Linked DNA regions of Sus scrofa: region 2 is linked to region 1. Evidence: chromatin contacts called from public promoter capture Hi-C data. All regions are on one chromosome and are shown on one strand. The core of a region is the stretch at or near the end of the contact, and the rest is flanking DNA. Distances in the headings are between cores, read along the strand shown. Region 1 overlaps DUSP10 (dual specificity protein phosphatase 10). Region 2 holds the start of LOC110255736.

Region 1 (4,801 bases), core at 2,099-4,598:
GAGTCGTTTCATACTTTTCAGAGCAGAGAAATCACTCACCTTCCCAAGAGAAATAGTAGGAGGACTACTTAGGCTCACACATCACTTCTTCCTCTTGAGTCCCAGAAAGTGTCTCCATTAGTCCCAGATGTGACTGCGTAGTTCGCAGCAGGAATGACTTCAAGTTCATTACCAGATCCTGCCCCCAGAAAACATGTACTCTTTCTCACAGAGAATAAAGGGAGGCTGTATTACAGTGAGGATGCATCAAGCGTGCTAGATCACCGGGTGTAAGGTAAGAAAAAGGGGTAATAAAAAATCTTTGTTACCAGAGGAAGGGACGGATTGAGGAGGCTGAGTCCAGCAGAGTTGCTGGTAGAGACTGTGAGCCAGAGAGGAGGACACCTATGGTCCTTAAAATGGCATCATTTCATTGTTTACATGTGAACTGTGCCATGTCTGGAAAAACATAAGCCAGGAGTTACCATAAGCTTAAAACGCTTCAAAAATTAGGATCTTTTTAAAAACATTTAAAAAAAACGTTTAAAGTATGGCTGATTTACAATGTTGTGCCAATGGCTGCTGTACAGCAAAGTGACCGGGTCATATTACACACACACACACACACACGGATATACACCCACACATGCCCTTTCTCCTACTGTCTTCCATCGTGGTCTATCCCAGGAGACTGGACCTAGTTCCCTGTGCTGTATGGCAGGACCTCATTGTTCATCCATTCTACATGCCATAGTTTGGATCTACTCACTCCAAACTCCCGTCCATCCTACTCCTTCCCATCCGCCTTGGCAGCTACATGTCTGTGGTCTTGAATTCAAGCACATTCTGATTATTTGGGCAAACGTCACTAAATGTTCCAGGAAGATATGTTAGTCCCTTGCCTCGTGGATTTTTTTACTGCTCCTCTCTCTGGGTGGGAGGTACACATTCTCCACAGGTAGATTTTTCAAGCCAGCTCTAGGAGGCAGTCTATTATTTGCTTGGCAGCAGGGGAAAAGGGCAGGAATTGTCTTATTTAAATCCCTCTGTACACAAGACTTAGCTCTGTGTGGCAGGATGATAGGTAACCTGTGGATGTGAGTGATACCAATAGCTGCAGGGACGAGATCAATCCTTGGTCATGGAGGGGTGAGCGATCTCTTTTTGGAAATAATTTACAAAAACTAAAAGATAAGTACAAGGATCTCTCTGGTGTCTGTTTTACCTAGTAACAAACCATAGGTAGAAATTACTTCAAGAATACCCCTCACAAGAGTTCCCATCGTGGCTTCGCCATAGCGAACCCAACTAAGATCCATGAGGATGCAGGTTCGATCCCTGGCCTCACTCAGTGGGTTAAGGATCTGGCGTTGCCATGAGCTGTGGTGTAGGTCGCAGACGCAGCTCAGATCTGTTTGCTGTGGCTGTGATGTAGGCGGGCAGCTGTAGCTCTGATTCAACCCCTAGCCTGGGAACCTCCGTGTACCACAGGTGCGGCTCTAAAAAGGCAAGAAGAAAAAGAATGCCCCTCATTCCCTCCCCTTAATAGACTCAAGATTAGTCCTGTCCTTATACTGAACAGGAATCTAACCAAGTCGTATTTCGTGATGTTTTGAGAGGAAAAAAAAATTCCAGAAAAGTTTATACCCGTGTATTCGCAAATTTTGAGTTAATAGTACAGTCCTTTCATTGGGTTTTCTGCTGGACAACACTCACAATTTAGACTATGGATGCTTACCGGAAACAGACACTGCTTGGCTTGTGTCATCCCTGTGACCCGGGGATCTTAGTTTTGTCTCCCTCAGCTTATGTGCCAACTCTTCCACCCCAACAATTTGGTGGATTATAAATCTAGCATTCTGCAAATAAGCTAATACTTGACTATAATATATATACTAAGAACTAAAAACCATAACTTTCACTCCTTCCTAATCTTTGTATAATTTACAATGCGCTTTCAGCTAAATTTTTGGTTCTATATGATTCTACGACTATTTGCAATTATTAACTTGTTTGGAGGCTCTGGCTTCTTGTATTTTAAAATATATTGCTCCCTTTTTTCTTTTTTTTTTTTTTTCCTTTTTTTTCAGCCGCTCTCATGGCATATGGAAGCTCCTAGGCCAGGGACTGAATCTGAGCCGCAGCTGCAACACACGCCACAGCCGTGGCAACGCCAGATCCTTAACCCAGTGTCGCAGCAGGAACTCCCATTGCTTCCATCTTTGATAAAAACATTTTTATGCCCTCAACATAAAAAGACATACAAATAGATATAATTTATACATATATATATATAATTCCTGCCCAAATATTTGCCTCAAGAAAGTGAACTGAGTCAGAAAGATCCAATGATGAAGGAAGTATGATTTACAAAAATTAAAAATGAAGCTTTAATTGTATGCCTTCTAAGACATGCTCACCCTGGCATGTCTTTGTCAAAAGCTGTCCTGGCCACAGCCCCCCTCAGCTCAGAAGTTGCCTCTGCTCCCTCCACTCTGACAACCACCAGCTTGTTCTGTGTATCTAATGAGTCTGTGTCTGTCTTGTTTTGTTTTGTTGGTTTGTTTTGTTGGGGGGCAGGTGAAAGAGGTACGGGGTGAAGTCGTATAAGCTTCCAGCTATAACATGCATAAATCACGGGGATGAGATGTATGGCATAGGGAACGGGCACTGACGCTGCAGGGGGACAGGTGGCTACTAGACTTATTCTCATGGGACGCTGTGTCACGTATTGAAAATATCAAAGCACAACGTTGTACACCTGAAATTCAAGCAATATTGTTTGTCAATTATAATTGCATAAAAAACAAAAACGAGCATTTTATTGTAGGTAAATGATAGCTCAACAGAGCTACTTTTAAAACAAATAACAATAATAAAAAAAGGCAGTTGCCTTTGGTGCATTTAGGTCCCCTCCTGCAGAACTGGTGCAGCAAAGACCTGGGGGTTAAGTTGCAGCTGCTGAAGCAGCTCTCAACTGGACAAAAAAGGCAGCTTCTAGTGCCTGCCCTTGACGGGAGGTCCTCTGGTGTTGGCTTCTTCTCAGCCTTCCTCCTTAAAGGCTTTGATGAGTAACCAGCGTTTAGGATGCCACCAGTTTAATTTGTGTGTATTTGAATAACACGGGCAGATTGTTAGAGAGACTACTGAGCAAGTATGTAAATACAGCCTGTTTCTTTAAATCTGTTACCTCATTTATTTACATTAGAACAGAGAGCCCTGCCAGAAGCAACAGCTGATGACAGCCATGTAATTTTCCACAAAGACAACAATTAAACAGCTCTGTGTTATTTTAATGAGCAGATGACTTTTCAGGGAGCAGGCTTCAAACTGCTGAGACCTCGGAGTTCCCACAGCCAGGAACCCCTGGGGTCTGGCAGAAGGCACTGTGACTTCAAGGTGAAGTACCCTTTGCCCCTCTGCCCACTGCACCAGCCCCATCTGCTCCCCCTTCTCCTTCCGCCTCCCCTCCCTCTCTTCTAAACACTCGGGAAGAAAACAAGCCGGAGCTTTACCTGGAATACCTGTGCTGCTTAAGAGTCCAAGGAGTCCTCAGAATATTTTTAAGTCTCTTTCTTTCAAAAAGAGTTGAGAGTGGGGGGTCCAGGCTCCCTTCTGCCCCTCACACCCGGGAGGCCCCGTGTGCCCAGAGAGCCCCATCTTCTGCATCCGCCCCCCAACCCGCGTTCTGTCTCCGTAAGGTTTTTCAGGAAGCACCACTGAGAAGGCAGGGCATGGGTAGAGCTGGTTTCTCCAAGTTTCAGGCTCGGCCTGAGAGCAGTGGACCATCCACCCGTCTGGGCCAAGGCTGGACAGTCAGAGCTCACATGCCTGGGGGGTCCGGTTGCTCCCTCCATCCCTGAGGTCTGTCTGAAGCCCACACCACTGAGTCTCATTTTTCCTGGGAGTTTGCCACTGGTCCCTAGACTGAGCTGCACCCCCACCCACCCCCAAGATGCCCATTAAAGAGAGTAAAGGAATAGCCTTTCTTTCCAGACAGGGCTTTGGGGTTCAGTCAAGTGAATGCCTCTCAGAATGCAGGCGGGGTGGACGCAGGGACTCGAGGGGCCGCCAGAGAGACCCCCAAGTTCCAGCCCCACGTTCCCCCAAAACTGCCAAAGTGCAGATCTCCTCTTGGTTTCTCTAGCCCTCCTCGTCTAAACGGCACTCACTCTCTCTGCGCAGACCTCCTGGGTCCCCGGGAGAAAGACCCACACTCAGCTCCCCTCTGGGTTTTCTTAACAGACACACCAGCTATGTTAACACGTTTCACTTTTGAAAACCCTTTGAGTTCCTGTTGTGGCTCAGCGGGTTAAGACCCCAACTAGTAGCCATAAGGATGCCAGTTTGATCCCTGGCCCCACTCAGTGGGTTAAGGATCCAGTGTTGCCACAAGCTGTGGCTCGGATCCCGCACTGTTGTGGTGGCGGCCACAGCGCAACTGGACCCTAGCCTGGGAACTTCTATATGCTGCAGACGTAGCCATGAAAAAAAAAATAAATAAAAAATAATAGCTTTTTATCTGAGAGTAAGCCTCCCAGACCTTCAGAGACTTGAGTGATAGGCTGAAAATGCCCCTTTCTTCTCCCTCCACCCCCGTCAGGGTCCACTGGGAGGAGATGGATGGTAAACATATAAACACACAAATAAAAAGGTAATGATTAATGACGATAAAGGCCGTGAGATGCCCTTCGGTGCCTGGGTGCCATGAGGGGGGACTGATTCGATTGGGGTTCGGAGAAAAAAAGCTCTCTGGGCATGGGAGGGAGGGAGGTTTGGAGAAGTGGTGGAAGAGGGGGCCCCCGAGGACAGGCGAGGCAGA
Region 2 (4,686 bases), core at 871-3,370, 430 kb after region 1:
GCATACAGCAGGGAATGAAATAAAAAGGCCCCAAAGACCCAACTTCTAACCTGGAGAGAATAAACGTAATAATAAACACATTGTCCAGCAGGAAAGAAAGTTGAGTAGTTGGGGGCAAAGGGGCCGGATAAGGAGGGTGGTGCCGCGTTAAATGGGGGAGGGGGTGGTGAGAGAAGAGTCTTGATGAGAAAAGGAATCTGAAGGAGGTCAGGGAGAGAAGCCTCCAGACCTCTGGGAGCGCGTGCTTGTCATCCTCTCCTTCAGGCAGTGATGGATCGTTTACACAGGAGAGGGAACAGAGCGCTACCTACTCACTGTACCTCTACCATCGGGTAGGACGTGCGTACTCAAAAATGTGTGGAATCAATTAATTCATCCTCAGTCGATTACTTATTTCAGTTACGGGTACCAAAGATACTCCCCCATAACTTCCCTCTAAGTACAAAACTTGATACAATTTGTCATACAAACAACAGACTGGAGAACTTTTTAAGACGTAAAGGTACCATTCATGCACCATTAGAACAGTATTTCATTTTTGCACTTTCCCTTTCAGTAATTATCTGTATGCATAATGTATCGTCGGTATGAATTCGTGTTTGGTAATCATAAACATACAATTTTGAGATTCGGCTTTTTTTTCTGCTTATTACGTTGTCTTTACAATTGTCCGAGATAGTGGACGCCGAGGGTCAGTTAATTGAGACTGCCGGAAAGCAATGTTACTTCCAATGTCCTTGAATTACAGCGCGCCAGGTAGTGAGCAGGCTCCATAGCTCAGTGGTTAGAGCACTGGTCTTGTAAACCAGGGGTCGCGAGTTCGATCCTCGCTGGGGCCTCATCTGCATTTCCGCTTTTTTTAAAAAACCATCCCGCGTAAATACGCACCAGGGATTCCAAAATGAAACAGTGATTTCTAAAAAACGGTACTTCTGGCAGGACTTAGTCCTGAAATATAAATCACGAACATGCTTACCGTGCCTCAGAGCGACCCGGAAGAGAAAATCCTGGAACGCCGCGAAGCAGGAAAAAAAGAAAAATGGTCCACGGTGGCCGGCGCTACCCGAATCTGCGGCCAGAGCGCCGGAAGAGAGGGCGCAAGGCGCCGGGGGCTCGTTTTCAAAGCCCTGCAAACCCAGACCCCGCGCCGAGTTACGAAAGGCAGAGGGCGGCGACGCGGGGACCTCGACGGCGCGCGGCGCGCGGCGCGGGTGCGCGGGGCGGGCGGGACGTGGCTGCGCCTGCAGTGACGCCGCGCGGCCGCCTGGTGGCGCTGGAGCCCGGCTCTCGCTGGCCCGACCCGCGGCGAGGGCGCCTCCAGACCCTGTTGCCGGGCCCAGAGATTGGCCCGCGTGGCCTGGACGAGGACACGTGGCAGCTTGGCGTTCAGAGCCCAGCTTGGCGCCACCATCCTGCCCCCTACGAGAGAAAGAGGGAGCGATTCCCCGAAATAAACGGGCCCGGGCTGCGCGGGAAGCCAAGGTTTGCAGTTTTTACCCTGAATTCCCGAATGCTGGGTGACTATAGTCACCAGTGCCCTTTCTTTTCTGTTTCTTTTTTTAAGGGCCACGAGTGGCATATGGGAGTTCCCAGGTGAGGGGTCGAATCAGAGCTACAGCTGCTGACCCACGACACAGCAATGTAAGATCCGCGCTGCATCTGCTACCTACACCACAGCTGGTGGTAACCACGGATCCTTAACCTACCGAGAGAGGCCAGGGATCAAACCCGCATCCTCATGGCTACTAGTTGGGTTTGTTTCCGCTGAGCCACAACGGGAATTCCCCAGAGCATTTTCTGAATACAGAAATTGTCCGCACCCAGGATGTTTTGATAAAGGACTGTCTATAAACTAGCCCCCTGCCACATGAAACCATTGAGTGCCTGAAATGTGGCTATTCCAGATTGAGATTTGCTGAAATAAAATACACATTGGGTTTAGAAAATTCAGTACCAAAAAAAAAAAAAAAAGAATGTCAACTATCCCATTAGTAATTTTTAATCAATTACATATTGAAACAATAATACCATAATATACAGGATTAAATAAATTGTGTAATTGCATTAATTTTACCTTTTTTTGGCTACTAGAAAAATTTTAATTAAATGGGCGGCTCCCATTTGCAGCTCTCATATGGGGCAAGTTCAAGGATCCCGAGTCTCATGACCTTGAGTTCAAGTTAATGCTTAACAGTGCTTACAGCAGGTAAGCCTTTCATCTCTTTGGGTCTCCCAGAGCCTGTACTGTGCCTGGCAAGCTGTAAGCATGGCACTTGTTGAGACGAAATCAAGTATCTCCCCCAGCATAACCCAAACTCCACAAAAAACAAGAGAATGTATTTCTTAATCTGGGTTCTTTTGAGGATGATGTGACTGGGACAATTTCTTGGCTTGCAAGATTTTAGCTCTGGATCCTAAAACCCTGGCATTTTTGGTTTTGTTCCATTAAGTCAAATTGCCTATATTCTTCCGGGTACTCTGCAGAATCTGGAGAACTTGTTGAAGCTCTTAGCTCTGTCATTCCTCAAGTACCAGGTTAAAAGCCACCACCCTCCCTGGGGGCCCCCAGAGAGGCTGACAGGGGCGTTGGTTCAAGTCCAGCTGAACAATTCCCCGCTCCCTTGCTGCCGTGGTCCAGGGCAAGTGGCCTAACCTCGCCAGGCCTCACTTCCCTGATCTGCAGCAGAAGTGATGGGGCAACACGCAAGCAGCAAGGTTTTGAGGTTTTGGAGAGTGGATATAAACTTAGCACATAATAGGTATGCAACCTGTAGTCATGTTTGCTATGCTCTCTGCCCCGCAGAACAGTAGGCGCCAGAGGACCTGCCTTTATTCATACCCTCGCTTCAGTGAGGGCGAAGGAGACATCCATTTTAGAGGAGCTCTCCCCCAAAGGCATCACTACAAGCCCCCTCTTAGACCTGAGATGAGGCTTGGGAGTGACACATGGCTCTTAGGCAAACTGGGTGAAGCACGGCAGATTTTTTTTTTTTTTTTCTTTTCTGTCTTTTTCGGCCACCTGGGCATAGGGAGTTCCCGGGCCAGGGATCAAATCCCAGTCGCAGCTGCGACCTAGGCCCCGCTGGGGCAACTGGATCCTTTAACCTGCTGTGCCTGGCCAGGCTCAGAACCTGCGTGCTGGCCCGCAGAGACGCTGCCGAGCCCCTGCCCCACGCGGGAACTCCACGTCCCATTTCTTACCACCAGGCAAGCATCCAGGAGATCAAACACTCCGGGTCCATTTGAGCAAGTGTTGATTTATTGCCTTAGGTCACGGGCACTTACAAACAGGGACACACAGTGGACTTCCAAGCGGGTTTACAGACTGGCAAACAGGCAGCCAGGTAGCCTGGCAACATGGGCTTTGGTCTCGCTGCAGAAGCGGACATGGGGCATCCGGTCAGGTCAGAGGACAAGGTTCTTGAGGAGAAGACCACTGCGCAGCCCAAGGTCAAGCTCTCACCACTGGTCCTCGCCTGCACCCCAGCTTCCCAGGTGTCTAAGGTCATGTGCAGCAGCAGCAGCAGCAGCAGCAGCAGTTCCCCAGGGGCAAACTGGAAGCTCATCCCCTGACCCACCACCTTGACGGAAGCATCAGAGGGAGGCTCCTGCCAGCTCGCTGCCGCTGTGCCCCTCTGCCTGGGGGGGTCTTGGGGCTCTGCTTCCTCCTCCCCTGGGGGCCTGGGGACCACACTCGCTTCTTTGCCCCAGGCCGAGGAAACGGCTTCCTGCTGCTTGTGGGGGAAGCTGGCTTCTTGGAGGGGCCTTTCCGAGAGGAGGCCCGGTCTGGCCTGGAAGTTACAGTTGCGTTGGATGATTTTCTAGCAGCTTCTTCAGCTTGCTCCTTTAGCAAGTCCAAGACCGTCTCTGGGAAACAAATATTTATTTAGTAGAAATAGAAGCCCTGGAAAGCAGCTCTAAGGGAAGTGCCACCCAGGAAACCTGTGCTCGCTTGAGGGTTCTTGAATGTAAGTTCTTTTTTTTTTTTTTTTTTTTTGTCTTTTTGCTATTTCTTGGGCCGCTCCCGAGGCATATGGAGGTTCCCAGGCTAGGGGTCTAATTGGAGCTGCAGCCACTGGCCTACACCAGAGCCACAGCAACGCGGGATCCAAGCTGCATCTGCAACCTACACCACAGCTCACAGCAACGCCGGATCCTTAACCCACTGAGCAAGGGCAGGGACCGAACCCGCCACCTCATGGTTCCTAGTCGGATTCGTTAACCACTGCGCCACAACGGGAACTCCTTGAATGTAAGTTCTTTTGAAATTAACATTTTTAATGTCCTTCACTGGCCTTGATCTAAAAATACTTTTTTTTTTTTTTTTTTTTCTTTTTAAGGCATACAGAGGTTCCCAGGCTTGGAGTCAAATAGCAGCTGCAGCTGCAAGCCTACACACACCACAGCCAGAGCAACGCCAGATCCGGGCAGCATCTGTGACCTACAAGCAGCTCATGGCAATTCCAGATCCTTAACCCACTGATCAAGGCCAGGGATTGAAACCCGCATCCTCATGGGTACTAGTCAGGTTCCTTACTGCTGAGCCCCAATGGGAACTCCCAAAACAATTCCTTTGTGATGGGATTCCTCCAATGCTGCATGGCTCTAGAAGAGTTCCCTTGGAAACAGCATCCTTCCGCTGTGAGTCTTTCCTGACTCCGCACCTAGCCTGGAAGAGGGCCTCCG

The links. Promoter capture Hi-C pulls out the DNA fragments that hold promoters and counts their contacts.
Region 2: a contact with region 1 is called in a promoter capture Hi-C map of liver, with 4 times the contacts expected there. The contact joins the promoter of LOC110255736 here to the enhancer-like site in region 1. A contact is called at or near these places in 2 of 5 promoter capture datasets (fetal skeletal muscle and liver), 6 of 47 Hi-C or Micro-C datasets (fetal heart ventricle, liver, mesenteric adipose tissue and 2 more) and 1 of 2 datasets of contacts at active chromatin or transcription factors (skeletal muscle).

The regions. Positions count from the first base shown.
Region 1 is chr10:10,877,338-10,882,138 of Sscrofa11.1, forward strand. The region is part of intron 2 of DUSP10 (dual specificity protein phosphatase 10); the gene reads right to left. It overlaps LOC110255634 (a long non-coding RNA gene), which reads left to right. Exons shown (of 5, transcript XR_002336204.1): 5 at 1-1,178. Among named protein-coding and RNA genes, the nearest start is that of DUSP10, 26 kb to the right of the region's middle. Within about 2 kb of position 3,349, at least 12 of the 83 cell types and tissues checked have an H3K27ac peak or open chromatin away from gene starts, as enhancers often do. A contact at or near this core is called in liver, where this site is marked.
Region 2 is chr10:11,312,610-11,317,295 of Sscrofa11.1, forward strand. It overlaps LOC110255736, which reads right to left and starts at 2,121. Exons shown (of 7, transcript XM_021065090.1): 1 at 2,075-2,121; 2 at 977-1,419. The coding sequence starts at 2,121. HHIPL2 (HHIP-like protein 2) reads right to left here. Exons shown (of 10, transcript XR_002336124.1): 10 at 3,238-3,867. It overlaps TRNAT-UGU (a tRNA gene), which reads left to right and starts at 767; the gene lies at 767-839.